Regions from separate parts of the Bos taurus genome. Here region 1 is linked to region 2. Evidence: chromatin contacts called from public Hi-C data. All regions are on one chromosome and are shown on one strand. Each heading gives the region's core, a stretch centred on a gene start, on an enhancer-like site or on the middle of the called end of the contact. The rest is flanking DNA. Distances are from core to core; before and after follow the strand shown.

Region 1 (6,160 bases), core at 3,199-5,698, 140 kb after region 2:
ATTCCTTTCGGTGATGTACTTTCCTATCTTTCTAGTGTCAATGCAGAAATAGTCTGTGCGCACGACCATCTCCACAGCATGGCTTGTAATTATCTGTCTTGGTAACTTGAAACACACGTTTTCTTAGAACTTTCAAAATAAAAATTTAGACTATAAAGATTGAGAATGTAAACATCTATTTAATTTCTTTGCACTTAAACTACTAAAATCAAAAGAATCTGATCCAAGTTACTACGAAGCTTTAAAAAAGAACAGCTGTGAGATAAAGCAAACTGATGCTTGGGGAGGGGGCGGGTACTATGGCTCTGAAGCTGAGGAGCCCTGTGTACTTTGGACGACCACCTCAGAGACAGCACTCTTCTAGCCTGGCCACCCATGGAGAGTATCCAGTGAAGAAAAAGGTGTTTTCTCACGTGGTATCCAGAAAAAGGGACCCACAAGTCCAGCTAATCCAATTCTCCAAATCACTATCTCGACCTTTATCATCCATGTTGGACAGGTATTTCAGTCTCTTGTACCTTTCCCGTGGCAGGAAGCTGACTGCCTCAAGTGGAAACTTGTTTCCTTTCTCAAGATTTCTACTGTCATTTAATCTTTTTTTTCCCCTCTATTTCTTTGTCTTACTGGCTGTATTAGTTGCTGTTGTGTCCGACTCTTTGTGCCCCATGGACTGTATGCAGTCTGCCAGGCTCAACTGTCCATGGAATTTTACAGGCAAGTATACTCGAGTGGATTGCCATACCCTCCTCCAGGGTATCTTCCCAACCCCAGGGATCGAGCCTGGGTCTCCTACATTGTGGGCAGATTCTCTACCATGTGAGCCATTAGGGAAGCCCTTCTCAAGACTAGGTTTTAATAAAAAGGAGGACTGCACTTGCAGACAGAAGGACTTGGATCACTGCTCCACCACTCATTAGGCTGTGATTCTCATAACCTTTCTGAGTCTCACATTCCTCATTTGTAATGTGGAGATTATAAAACAACTATCTCACTGAGCTACTGTGACAAGACAACGTGAAAATAACAGAGCGGCTGGCACATCACATGTGCCTGAAAGCATTAATACATGTATTCTCTAGTTCTCAGAAAAGTCTTCTCTCACCGACTGCAATATATCCTGAACTTTGGTCAGCCTGGACCTCAGATGAGAGAAGTTCTAATCTTTCAGGTCAGCCCTTCAAATATCACATGATTTCCCTGTTCCACAGTGAACATTTCTGCCTGCTTTTGACTGTCTCATATGAGGACTTCTAGACGTTCTCATCCTCTGAACGCACTAGAAGGGGGCAGGAGCCCAGACTGCATCACTAGTTTTGCTATCTGTTTCATGTTGGCTTATGCTGAGCTACTGGGGGCCCTGGTATTTTTACCTTATTTCTTTGGTAAAGCTTCCATAAAGAGTTTAAACTCCTTAATGACACGCTTGCTTTGAGCACAGACAAATCATGACAGGCTTTCTTATAACTCTGCCTGAAAGGGAACCTGCGGACCCTTACTTCTCCCAGTGTTCTTCCTCATTCATACTCTCAACTACACAAATTTGAGCTCAGAAAATTATCCTGGACCAGGTGTTTCTTGTACTTGACTGTGAATTAACACTGATCAGGCTAACTCGGACTGTGTCTTTAAAAACTATCTTTTCCCCCAGGGAGAATTTTTAATGGCATTAGGTACTTTTGAGGTCAAACAACCCTAAAGACTGAGAACTTTAGGCACATGTATATAGAAGTGGTTAGAAGCATACTGTGAGAGCAATTTCAGAAAGCAGGGCAGAGAGGTTACTTGTTTCTGCTGTTGAGCTTTCTTCAGAGCCTCGAGTCTCTTTTCTTTGAGGCGTTCTAATTCATCCTCATCCATCTGATCTAGTTTCTGAATTTCCGAATCCAAATGTTCTTCCACTAGTTTGGTAGTTTGAAGCAACTGATTCTCCAGGACTTTTGAAAACATGTCAACAGATGCGTTCGCTTCCATTCTTCTAAATGGTACGGTTCAGCCTTGATGCTGGAGAGAAGGTTTACAAAGTTGGAGAAAAAAATAAGACAGCAAACTTTTAGTTCCCAAAATGCTAGCAAATATATAATTTGGAGTTCACAAAGTGTTCTGCTGGCAACCAACCATGTCATGTTAAGAATTTTTACTTAAATGTTTTAAAATTTAATTTTCAACAGGTTATAGTCACTCGTGTGTTAAGTTGCTTCAGTTGTGTCTGACTTGTTGCGACCCTATGGACTGTAGCCCGCCAGGCTCCTCTGTCCATGGGATCCTCCAGGCAGGAATACACTGCAGTGGGTTGCCATGTCCTCCTCCAGGGGATCTTCCCCACCCAGGGATCAAACCCTTGTCTCTTATGTCTCCTGCACTGGCAGGTGGGTTCTTTACCACCGGGGAAGTCACACTAGTCAAAAATAATTCAGACCAAAGGTTAGAGTGCTTTTGACTCTGCTTACTATTCTAAAACAAAGACAAACCCTTAAGACCGTCGCCAGACCAGAAAGAAACAAGCAGTTGAAACTAACCCTAGCGTTGTATACTGACAGTATTCTTTACCAAAGGAAAAGGGAAGCAAAGCAGAAATGACTGCAGACATGATGAAGTTTAACTGTAGCAAGGTTTTACACATATGTGTACACACCAAATTTTGCTTCAAGATAGAGCACATTTGAGCAAAAGACATTATTTTTCATCTCTGCCTAAATGATCTTAACTCTGAAGACAGCTCATTACAACTTGTGTAAAGAACTCTGCCTGGTGTTCCCTAAGCTCTAGTTTCCAATTCTGTTCTCTTAGTAACTAATAAAGTCTATGAGCCCACAAAGATTGATACTAGTATTGATTTGGTGACACCCAGTGCTCGTAACTTTGATGTCAAACAACGTAACACTCCAAATATAAAAAGCATATTGATCTATGCAAGATAGGAGTTTAAAAATAGACTCTAATTCAGATCTCAATGACATAGTCTATTTATTTAACATTTTTATTTTATATTGGCATACAGTTGATTTACAATGTGTTAAGTTTTAGATATACAGCAAAGTGATTAATTTATACATACTCAATTACCTTTTCCAAATTCTTTACCCATTTAAGTGATTATAGATTACTGAATAGAGTTCTCTGTGCTATACAGTATGTCTTTGTTGGTTATCTATTTCAACTGAGTATTTTAAAAGAAATTATTTTTTACCAGCAACAATTAGATGAATTTTATGTGTACTCCTGGGTTATTACCGCAGAAATTTATAATTTGTCAAAGCAGGAGACTGTTGATCTCAACTATGTTTTCAACTACTACTGAAGCACTTTTTAAAAATCTGAAATTTGTGAGCTCATTTGCCCAGCTTCTGACACACAGACTGGCCCACCAGACCCTCTATTAACTGTTGAACTGAATTGAAATAGTCTTCCTGCAAAATTCGCCTCTGATTCCATTTTTTCCCCCCACATGAAAAGCAGTCGAAAAGCATACTGGATTTTCTCTTTGTATTCCTGGAGCTAGCAGTGTTGGGAACACTGCAGGTGCGCAAAAAATATTTGTCAACGGTTGAAGTAGCATGTGTCTAGCTATTGTTCAAATTATGGTTATGTTTAAAGTATTTCTGGGTTTTAAAAACCAAAATGTAAGTTCCTCACATGCGATAAAATTTTAAAGGAGCTGTATTTCAAGTACAGAAAATGAATTTCACACTCCCTACTTCTCAAGAAAAACTGGATCGGGGCAGATGAGACAGAGAAGTAGTATCTGTTAAACACGGACTTGCTGGTCAGACCTTATTCTTTACAAGGGGCGTAGCGGTTGCTTGTCCCTGGAGTTTTACAGGCTGAGCTCAGAATTTAATTCTGGGATAACTGGGAGGAGAAGCGATTAACAAGAGCTGTTCTGGGCGGCAGGTTGTGCTGGGCATCGCCTTCAGAAAGGGGGAAAGGAGATCGTGCAGAGATAACTTCATTCTCCAAATCACAAGCTTCTGATTCTTTTTTCAGTTCAACTGAATGGTGGGCAGGGATGTGTCCTCAAGTTACCTAACCATTTCCGCGACTCCCCTGTGTGCACCCGCCAAAACAACCAGGGGGCCTCGCCGTTAACCGCACGCCAGCCGCTTCCCAAAAGTACCCTCGCTTCTCCCCGCGCCCCCAGGGACAGACGAGGGCAGAAGCGAGGTGGCCCCAGCTTCAAAGCCTCCCCGGCGCATGCGCCAAAGCCTCCTCCGTGGCGGGGACTCCGGAGCCCGAGCCGCGCCCCTCCCCCGCCTAGGCAGGATGCGGAGCAGGCGGGCGTCCGTTAGCACCAGGATGCATGGCCGGTTTTTTCACGCCACTCTCTGCCTCACCTGAGCTCTCCGCGATACCTGAGATACGAAGAACCAGCTTCTCCAGAAGAGCAATCCTCTCTGGCTTCAGCCTCCAAGCAGCTGCGGGTAGCTGCGAAGCGACCGTCACTTCCGCCTCCTCATTGGCCGCGGATCTCACGCGGTAGCAACTGCAACGTCCCAGGAAGTGGAGGTAGTGCGGGGGAGGGGGGAGGGAAGTGCGCGCGGCGAGCGCTTCTGCGCGTGCGCCCTTCTCCACCTTTCCTCTGCTCCAGCTCTCTGAACTCTGGCGTGTGAACCTCCGAGTAAACAGCCCAGAGGGCGGGGGAGCGAAGTACGCTGGGGATTGTAGTTTCTTAGTGCCCAGCCTGGAGTTGACGTTCTTAGGCTCTGACACATGTTACATCAGAAAGGAAATAGCAATGATTCTGCTCTGGAGTGGCACTCCAATTTTGTTTCCATTCGGTTTATTGAACAATTCCCCCCTTTAAAAAACAAAGTATAACTTACGTGTAAGTTTTTACATAGTTAACACATAGAGTCGTTGTCCAGATCCGGATATAAAACACTTTTACAACCCTAGTATGACATAAGTTTTTAGAGCTTGTTCTCGGTTTGAATGTAAAGATCATGATCTGTTTAGGAGAAATAATGGGTGTGTCTTTTTTAATGGTTTCTGTTTATTTGTTTTGGTAATTCATGGACATGACTACGAGGCTCAATATTGTGGATTTCTGTCTCCCTTTGGAACACCCAGACGGCTCACCAGTGGTTCACTATCCTTCTTTATTGAACTTCACGCAGCTGAGTACAAAGGGACAGAGGTTAAAGGTGGAAGGGAAGCCCAAAGTCTACTTTTGAACTGAGATCCAATTCCCCAACTCTGCGTCCCCCAGCAGGGAGAGACCCGACGGGGGAAATTTCCAACCTCATTGTCCACCTCGGGGTTCTAGAATCTTGAAACCCCGCGGACCTCGGAGCGCCGCGGACGCGTGCCGGAAGGGGGCGCTCCGGTTTCCGCCTGACGGGCGGGGTAACTAGAGACGCTCTACCCGCGGCGCAGCTCTCGATGAGCCGCGCCCTGCGTCCCCACGCCGAGGCGGCGGGGCGATGCGCTTGCGCACTCGGAGCTCACACCATATGTGCCCTGTCCCAGTGCGCGGGTCTGTGGAGAGCCGGGTGCGAGAGGAGGCAGCGCGAGGGGCACGGAGCCGAGCGGAGACCGAAGTCAGCCGAGGGACAGCGGGTCTGTGAGAGACCAAGTAGAGGGGCTGGGGCTGCGAGCGCCGCTGACACACGATGGGGAAGAAGCAGAAAAACAAGAACGAAGACAGGTATTAGTGGCGGGGTCCTCACGGCGGCGGCCGGCGCGGCTCAGGGGGTCGCGCGGGTCCCTCGGGCGCGGGGCGGACCCGGGTCGAGGCTCGAGAGCGGCCCCGCGAGGCCCAGGCCGGGACCTAGAGTGGGCAGCGCGGGCCCGAGACCCCAGTTCCGGGCAGGCGAGGAGGGCCTCGGCGGCGAGCGGGTTCCCAGCCTAGACTCCGTCCCCTCGCCCGGCTCGGGAGAAGGTCTCTGGCTTAGGAGCCGGGAGTCTTTTTGGGGTTCGCGGTCCCTTGGGGCAGGGCTCGGGCGGCCTCACGGAGCCGGGGGCCACTTGGCCACCGTGGCACGGGCGGGTGGGAGTTGTTGCGGCGCTGCTCTTGGCGGAGGTCTGGAAGAATTCTTTTTTATGTCTGGGTGCCTATGAATTCTTGGAGAGAGAAGGGTTTGGAATGCGACGAGCCTCCAGCCAGGTGTTCTCACCCTCGGAGCCTCTCAGGCACGTTAGAGACAACGCGAGGAGCGTAGCA
Region 2 (5,959 bases), core at 936-3,435:
TAAGCGTCTTTTAATTTCATGGCTGCAATCACCATCTGCAGTGATTTTGGAGCCCCCAAAAATAAAGTCTGACACTGTTTCCACTGTTTCCCCATCTATTTCCCATGAAGTGATGGGACCAGATGCCATGATCTTTGTTTTTTGAATGTTGAGCTTTAAGCCAACTTTTTCACTCTCTTCTTTCACTTTCATCAAGAGGCTTTTCAGTTCCTCTTCACTTTCTGCCATAAGGGTGGTGTCATCTGCATATCTGAGGTTATTGATATTTCTCCCGGCAATCTTGATCCAGCTTGTGTTTCTTCCAGTCCAGCGTTTCTCATGATGTACTCTGCATATAAGTTAAATAAACAGGGTGACGATATACAGCCTTGACGAACTCCTTTTCCTATTTGGAACCAGTCTGTTGTTCCATGTCCAGTTCTAACTGTTGCTTCCTGACCTGCATACAAATTTCTCAAGAGGCAGATCAGGTGGTCTGGTATTCCCATCTCTTTCAGAATTTTCCACAGTTTACTGTGATCCACACAGTCAAAGGCTTTGGCATAGTCAATAAAGCAGAAATAGATGCCTTTCTGGAACTCTCTTGCTTTTTCCATGATCTAGCAGATGTTGGCAATTTGATCTCTGGTTCCTCTGCCTTTTCTAAAACCAGCTTGAACATCAGGAAGTTCACGGTTCACATATTGCTGAAGCCTGGCTTGGAGAATTTTGAGCATTACTTTACTAGCATGTGAGATGAGTACAATTGTGCAGTAGTTTGAGCATTCTTTGGCATTGCCTTTCTTAAATCAAAAGGGCAACATAAATGAGCAGCCATTGTGTCTTTATTGTAGCTTTAAATGGAGCCCTGGTCGGGGTATCCGCACCACCTAACTGTGAACTCTGGATGATTCTCACTTCAAAATTCAAGTCTCAATGGTTTCTATTCAAAGGAGAGACTGATTTCTGTCCAAGACTGAAAAAGGACGACAAATTCTTTGGGCTCCTCTCATCAAGAGGAGGGGTCCATTACTCCACCTCTTAACTCTGGGTTGTCTCTGCTGGTGCTTTGGCCAACAGAGAATGTGGCCGACATGCTACATCGAAGGCTGTGCCTGAATGGAAGTGCACCAGCAGCCAGTGAGCACCAGCTGCCAGGGATGTGACTAAGACGTGTGAATAAGGGTGTGGAGCCCTCGGCTCAGCCAACCTGTGCTGAATGCTCATTGAAGCCACCCAAGCAAGCCTTGCCCATATAAATGTTCAGTTCAGATGCTCAGTCGTGTCCGACTCTTTGCGACCCCATGAATCGCAGCACGCCAGGCCTCCCTGCCCACCACCAACTCCCGGAGTTTACTCAAACTCATGTCCATCGAGTCGGTGATGCCATCCAGCCATCTCATCCTCTGTCGTCCCCTTCTCCTGCCCCCAATCCCTCCCAGCATCAGAGTCTTTTCCAATGAGTCAACTCTTCGCATGATAGAAATAATAAATCGTTGCGTTAAGCCACTGGCGTTTGAGGCAGTTTAACGACTGATCTGATCTGATAGTTACCTAGAACTTTGCCTGCTGGGGGAATTTCCCACCTGGCTAAGCCCCACAAGGATGTTCTTGCCAACTGCATTGAGGGATACCCTGAGTGGGGACGTTCATGACCCTCGGTGTGCTAGTTTTCCGGCTCTCTCCTTCCTACCTGTTACCATCTCTGTATTGGGAATACCAGCGTTTATTCCTTTAAATGCCATTTGTCTTTTAAAACGGATTTTAGTTTCGTCCCCTTCCAACTGGAGTTGCTTGCCTGCCCTTTGGACTATGAGACGCGCAAAGCTCAGCACAATGGATAAATGTTCAGTGAAGAGCATGCGACCCGACTACTCTGGGGACTACTCTGGGTACCTGGCGGGCCCCCTCCAGCCTGACTCGGCTCCGCGCCTACCTGCGCCCTGCTGACACCTCCTCCACCCCCCGGGCCGGCTCTGGGCTGTGTCGCGGGGAACCTCCATCTGGCCTGGGGCTCTAAGACTTTCGATACTACTATAATTACTGCTATTATTTGAAAGGGAGTGGCGTCCCTGTTTCCGATGGGGCGTGGCGCCAAGGAGGGGGCACCGCAGGACGCTGTCCCCGCAACCGGAAACCCTCAGCCACGCCCCTTCCGGCGCTTCCGGTGCTCCGCCTCACGATGGCCTGGGCGGCTGGCAGAGCGGCCGCATGCGCAGCCGGCTGGGCTTGGGGTAGCAAGCGTAACTCGCACACGGGCCTGCGAGCGCCGTGAGCGCGACCGGAAGCAGCAGGTGTGTGAAGCCGGAGGCGTGGCGGGTGCAGGCTGGCAGCGTGGGCCCCGGGCACTGGCAGCGGTCGGGCACCCCCGATCCCGGGGCGCTGCAGGCCCCGTGGTGTCCGCTTAGAGTTTGGGAGGACCTGGCTCCACGGTTAGGACCGGTTTATGCTCAACACGGGAGGGTCCCAAGTTAGGCATGTTGGGTTCCAGCCCTAGGCGCGCCCTTCGAGAGCCAAAAAGCCGAAATCAGACAGGCACACGGCCGTCCTGAGACTCTGGATAAGTTAAGTGCTAAGAGATGGGATCGTGTCAGCACAGCCACAGATTTCAGTGGAGCTGGAAGACTGGTAGTGGAACTCCATGGGGAGAGAGTCCCTAAGGCCCTCTTACCGTTAGAGGACTCTCTGTTTGCCTGGAATATGCTACTCCCATCAACGTGGTAAAAAGCATCAGATGTGGAGACTCAGTTTAGTTATCCCTTTCTCTGTTAAACCTCTCCTAATCTTTCTAGATAGAGTGTAAACTGGTTCCGCTTTCTGTAGTATCAAGGTATAGCAAGAGTGATGAAAATATGAAGACTCTACCATAGAAATTATTCCTCCAGGACATAACTACAAAATAATTTGGCCTAGTTATGGATTTTACTACCCCAGTCCATCCCAGGCCTTTAACCTAGAAGAAAATTATGACCATTCTAAGAAATGGAATTAAATGGTTTCTTTACAATCATAGCTAGTCAGAATACTTCATTATTATAGCTAGTATTTTCACTCTTTTCATCAGCACTGCTAACAAATAATGTGTGAAGTGTTGAAACATAATAAAATTGTTCCTAACCTTTCTATATAACCTTGCTACTCTGACCTCTCCCCTGACCTCAGGAGGATCCATCCTAATTTAATATTGATCAAAATAAAACAGGCTGACAGTAAATCATGTATCTCACAGTCAAATAGAAATTACATTTCAAGTATTATAAGGACATAAATCTTTATACACTGATGTTCATTGTTGATAACACAGAAGGACTAGAAACAACCTAAACTTACAAACTAAGAGATTGGTTGAGGAAAAGGTGGTGTTATCTGACAATGAAATATTACACGTTAAGACTGATGTAAAAATTGGTTTAACATTGAATTAAATAAAGTTTGGTTACACTTCTGGTGGGGAAGTATATGTGGATTTACACATGCACAGAAAAAAATGGGTACACACCAACATGTTAGTTGTAATTACTTCCCAGTGGTGGTATTACGGGTTTTTTTTTTCCTTGCCTGTCTGTATTTTCTCATTTTTCTCAATGAATGTGTATTACCTGTGAATTCAAAATAATTTTTTGGCTTTGAGGTATATTAATAATTATTTTCAGCTTTATTATTTGAATAATCTCTGCCCTTATTCCACTTCAGCTAAAACAATTTGAGGTTTGTATGATTTATTTCCTTTGAGTACTCTGTTGGAGAAGTTTTATTAAAGACTAATGGTAAAGCCAAAAGGCAAGAAAAGCAACCAGACTGGATACTTAGATAAGTTTGGATCAAATAACCAAGAAGTGATAGCTACAAAATAGAATTTAATTTTCTTTTTCTCGATCATTAATTTATCTTCCATTTTTGACAGCATGCTAATCCCATTTTCCATGAAGAATTGCTTCCAGTTACTTTGTAATCTCAAGGTCCCAGCAGCTGGCTTTAAAAACACAGTTAAAAGTGGACTCATTTTACAGTCAATTTCCAATGACGTTTACCACAATCTGGCTGTAGAAGACTGGATCCACGACCATATGAATTTAGAAGGCAAGCCAGTCCTTTTCTTGTGGAGGAATTCTCCCACTGTGGTAATTGGTCGGCATCAGAACCCTTGGCAGGAATGTAACCTGAATCTGATGAGAGAAGAAGGTGTGAAACTGGCTCGGAGGAGAAGTGGAGGAGGGACAGTCTACCATGATATGGGTAACATCAACTTGACTTTTTTTACAACCAAGAAAAAGTATGATAGGATGGAGAATCTAAAATTAGTTGTGAGAGCCTTGAAGGCTGTCCACCCACACCTGGACGTGCAGGCTACTAAAAGATTTGACCTTTTACTTGACGGACAGTTTAAAATCTCAGGAACAGCTTCCAAGATTGGCCGCAATGCAGCTTATCACCACTGCACTTTGCTATGTGGTACTGACGGGACCTTCTTATCATCTTTGCTGAAGAGCCCTTACCAAGGGATCAGGAGCAATGCCACTGCCAGCACACCTGCCTTAGTGAAAAACCTTATGGAAAAAGATCCCACTCTGACCTGTGAAGTAGTGATAAATGCTGTTGCCACAGAGTATGCTACTTCTCATCAAATCGATAATCACATTCACCTAATAAACCCAACAGATGAGACAGTGTTTCCTGGAATAAACAGCAAAGCCATAGAACTACAGACCTGGGAATGGATATATGGCAAAACTCCGAAGTTCAGTGTAGATACTTCCTTCACTGTGTTACATGAACAGTCACACGTGGAAATTAAAGTATTCATAGATGTCAAGAATGGGAGAATTGAAGTCTGTAATATTGAAGCACCTGATCATTGGTTGCCGCTGGAAATATGTGACCAGTTAAATTCAAGTCTTATTGGTAGTAAATTTTCCCCAATTGAAACGACAGTGCTAACAAGTATATTACATAGAACATATCCAGGGGATGATGAGCTACACAGTAAATGGAATATTCTGTGTGAAAAAATTAAGGGAATAATGTGATTCCAAGTAAATTTCTTAATGTTGACAGTTTTGATGAGAAAATTAAAATGTTTACAGTGCATTTTTTAAAAAACTTTATTCTTGGCTGTGAATGGGCTTTCTCTAGTTGCAATGTGTGGGCTTCTCATTGTTGCAGAGCTCAGGCTCTAGCCTCGAAGGCATCAGTAGTTGTGACTCGAAGGCTGTAAAGCACAGGCTCAGTAGTTACAGCACACAGGCCTAGTTACCCTGGGGCATGTGAAATCTTCCTGGACCAAGGATCAAACCTGTGTCCCCTGCATTGACAGTTGAACTCTTAACCACTGGACCACTAGGGAAATCCCTGTCTGTCTTCATTGGTTTTAATACTGGGCTGGCTAAAGGGTTCATTCAGGATTTTCCATAAGATGTTTTTTTTGTTTTTTTTCCATAAGATGTTAATGCAAAAACCGAAACAAACTTTTTGGCCAAACCTATACTTGACTGCATTTGTATTTCAGCTCTTTTCTTTTGTTACCATCTTGGGGTTGGATACCATATTGAACACTCTGACCTCACAGTTCTTTTTCTTACCACTAGGGAATATAACCCTGCCTTCTTGATACTATATACTATACTATATAGTATACTATACTATAAACTATAAATTTCTCCCTTTTAATTACATTTCCCTATCCTTTCATTCTCTCCCACTAAATCAAGCTTACTGCACTTTTCTAAGCCAATAACTTTTCTCTAGTCTCTTGCTTCATCTCCATTTCTTACTAGCATTCTCACATTTCTCTTGACCTATCATAGCCACTCTTTTTTTCAACAATTGATTTTCCACTCATATAACTAGATGGTGGGCGATGCTAGAAGAAAATTCACATAATCATGCAGAGTAGTGTCTTCTCAGGCGGCGCTAGTGGTAAGGAATCTGCCTACAATGCAGGAGATGAAAGAGACATCAGTTTGACCCCTGGGTGGAGACC

Evidence for each region. A called contact is a pair of places that touch in the nucleus more often than the background predicts.
Region 1: a contact with region 2 is called in a Hi-C map of skeletal muscle, with 5 times the contacts expected there. The contact joins the promoter of TXNDC9 here to the promoter of LIPT1 in region 2. A contact is called at or near these places in 2 of 11 Hi-C or Micro-C datasets (liver and skeletal muscle).

What each region holds. Positions count from the first base shown.
Region 1 is chr11:4,450,293-4,456,452 of ARS-UCD2.0, forward strand. It overlaps TXNDC9 (thioredoxin domain containing 9), which reads right to left and starts at 4,449. Exons shown (of 5, transcript NM_001076149.1): 1 at 4,332-4,449; 2 at 1,783-2,001. The coding sequence starts at 1,971. EIF5B (eukaryotic translation initiation factor 5B) reads left to right here and starts at 5,444. Exons shown (of 24, transcript XM_024999309.2): 1 at 5,444-5,644. The coding sequence starts at 5,610.
Region 2 is chr11:4,309,057-4,315,015 of ARS-UCD2.0, forward strand. LIPT1 (lipoyltransferase 1) reads left to right here and starts at 2,186. Exons shown (of 2, transcript NM_174795.2): 1 at 2,186-2,273; 2 at 3,884-5,072. The coding sequence starts at 3,885. The coding sequence ends at 5,006.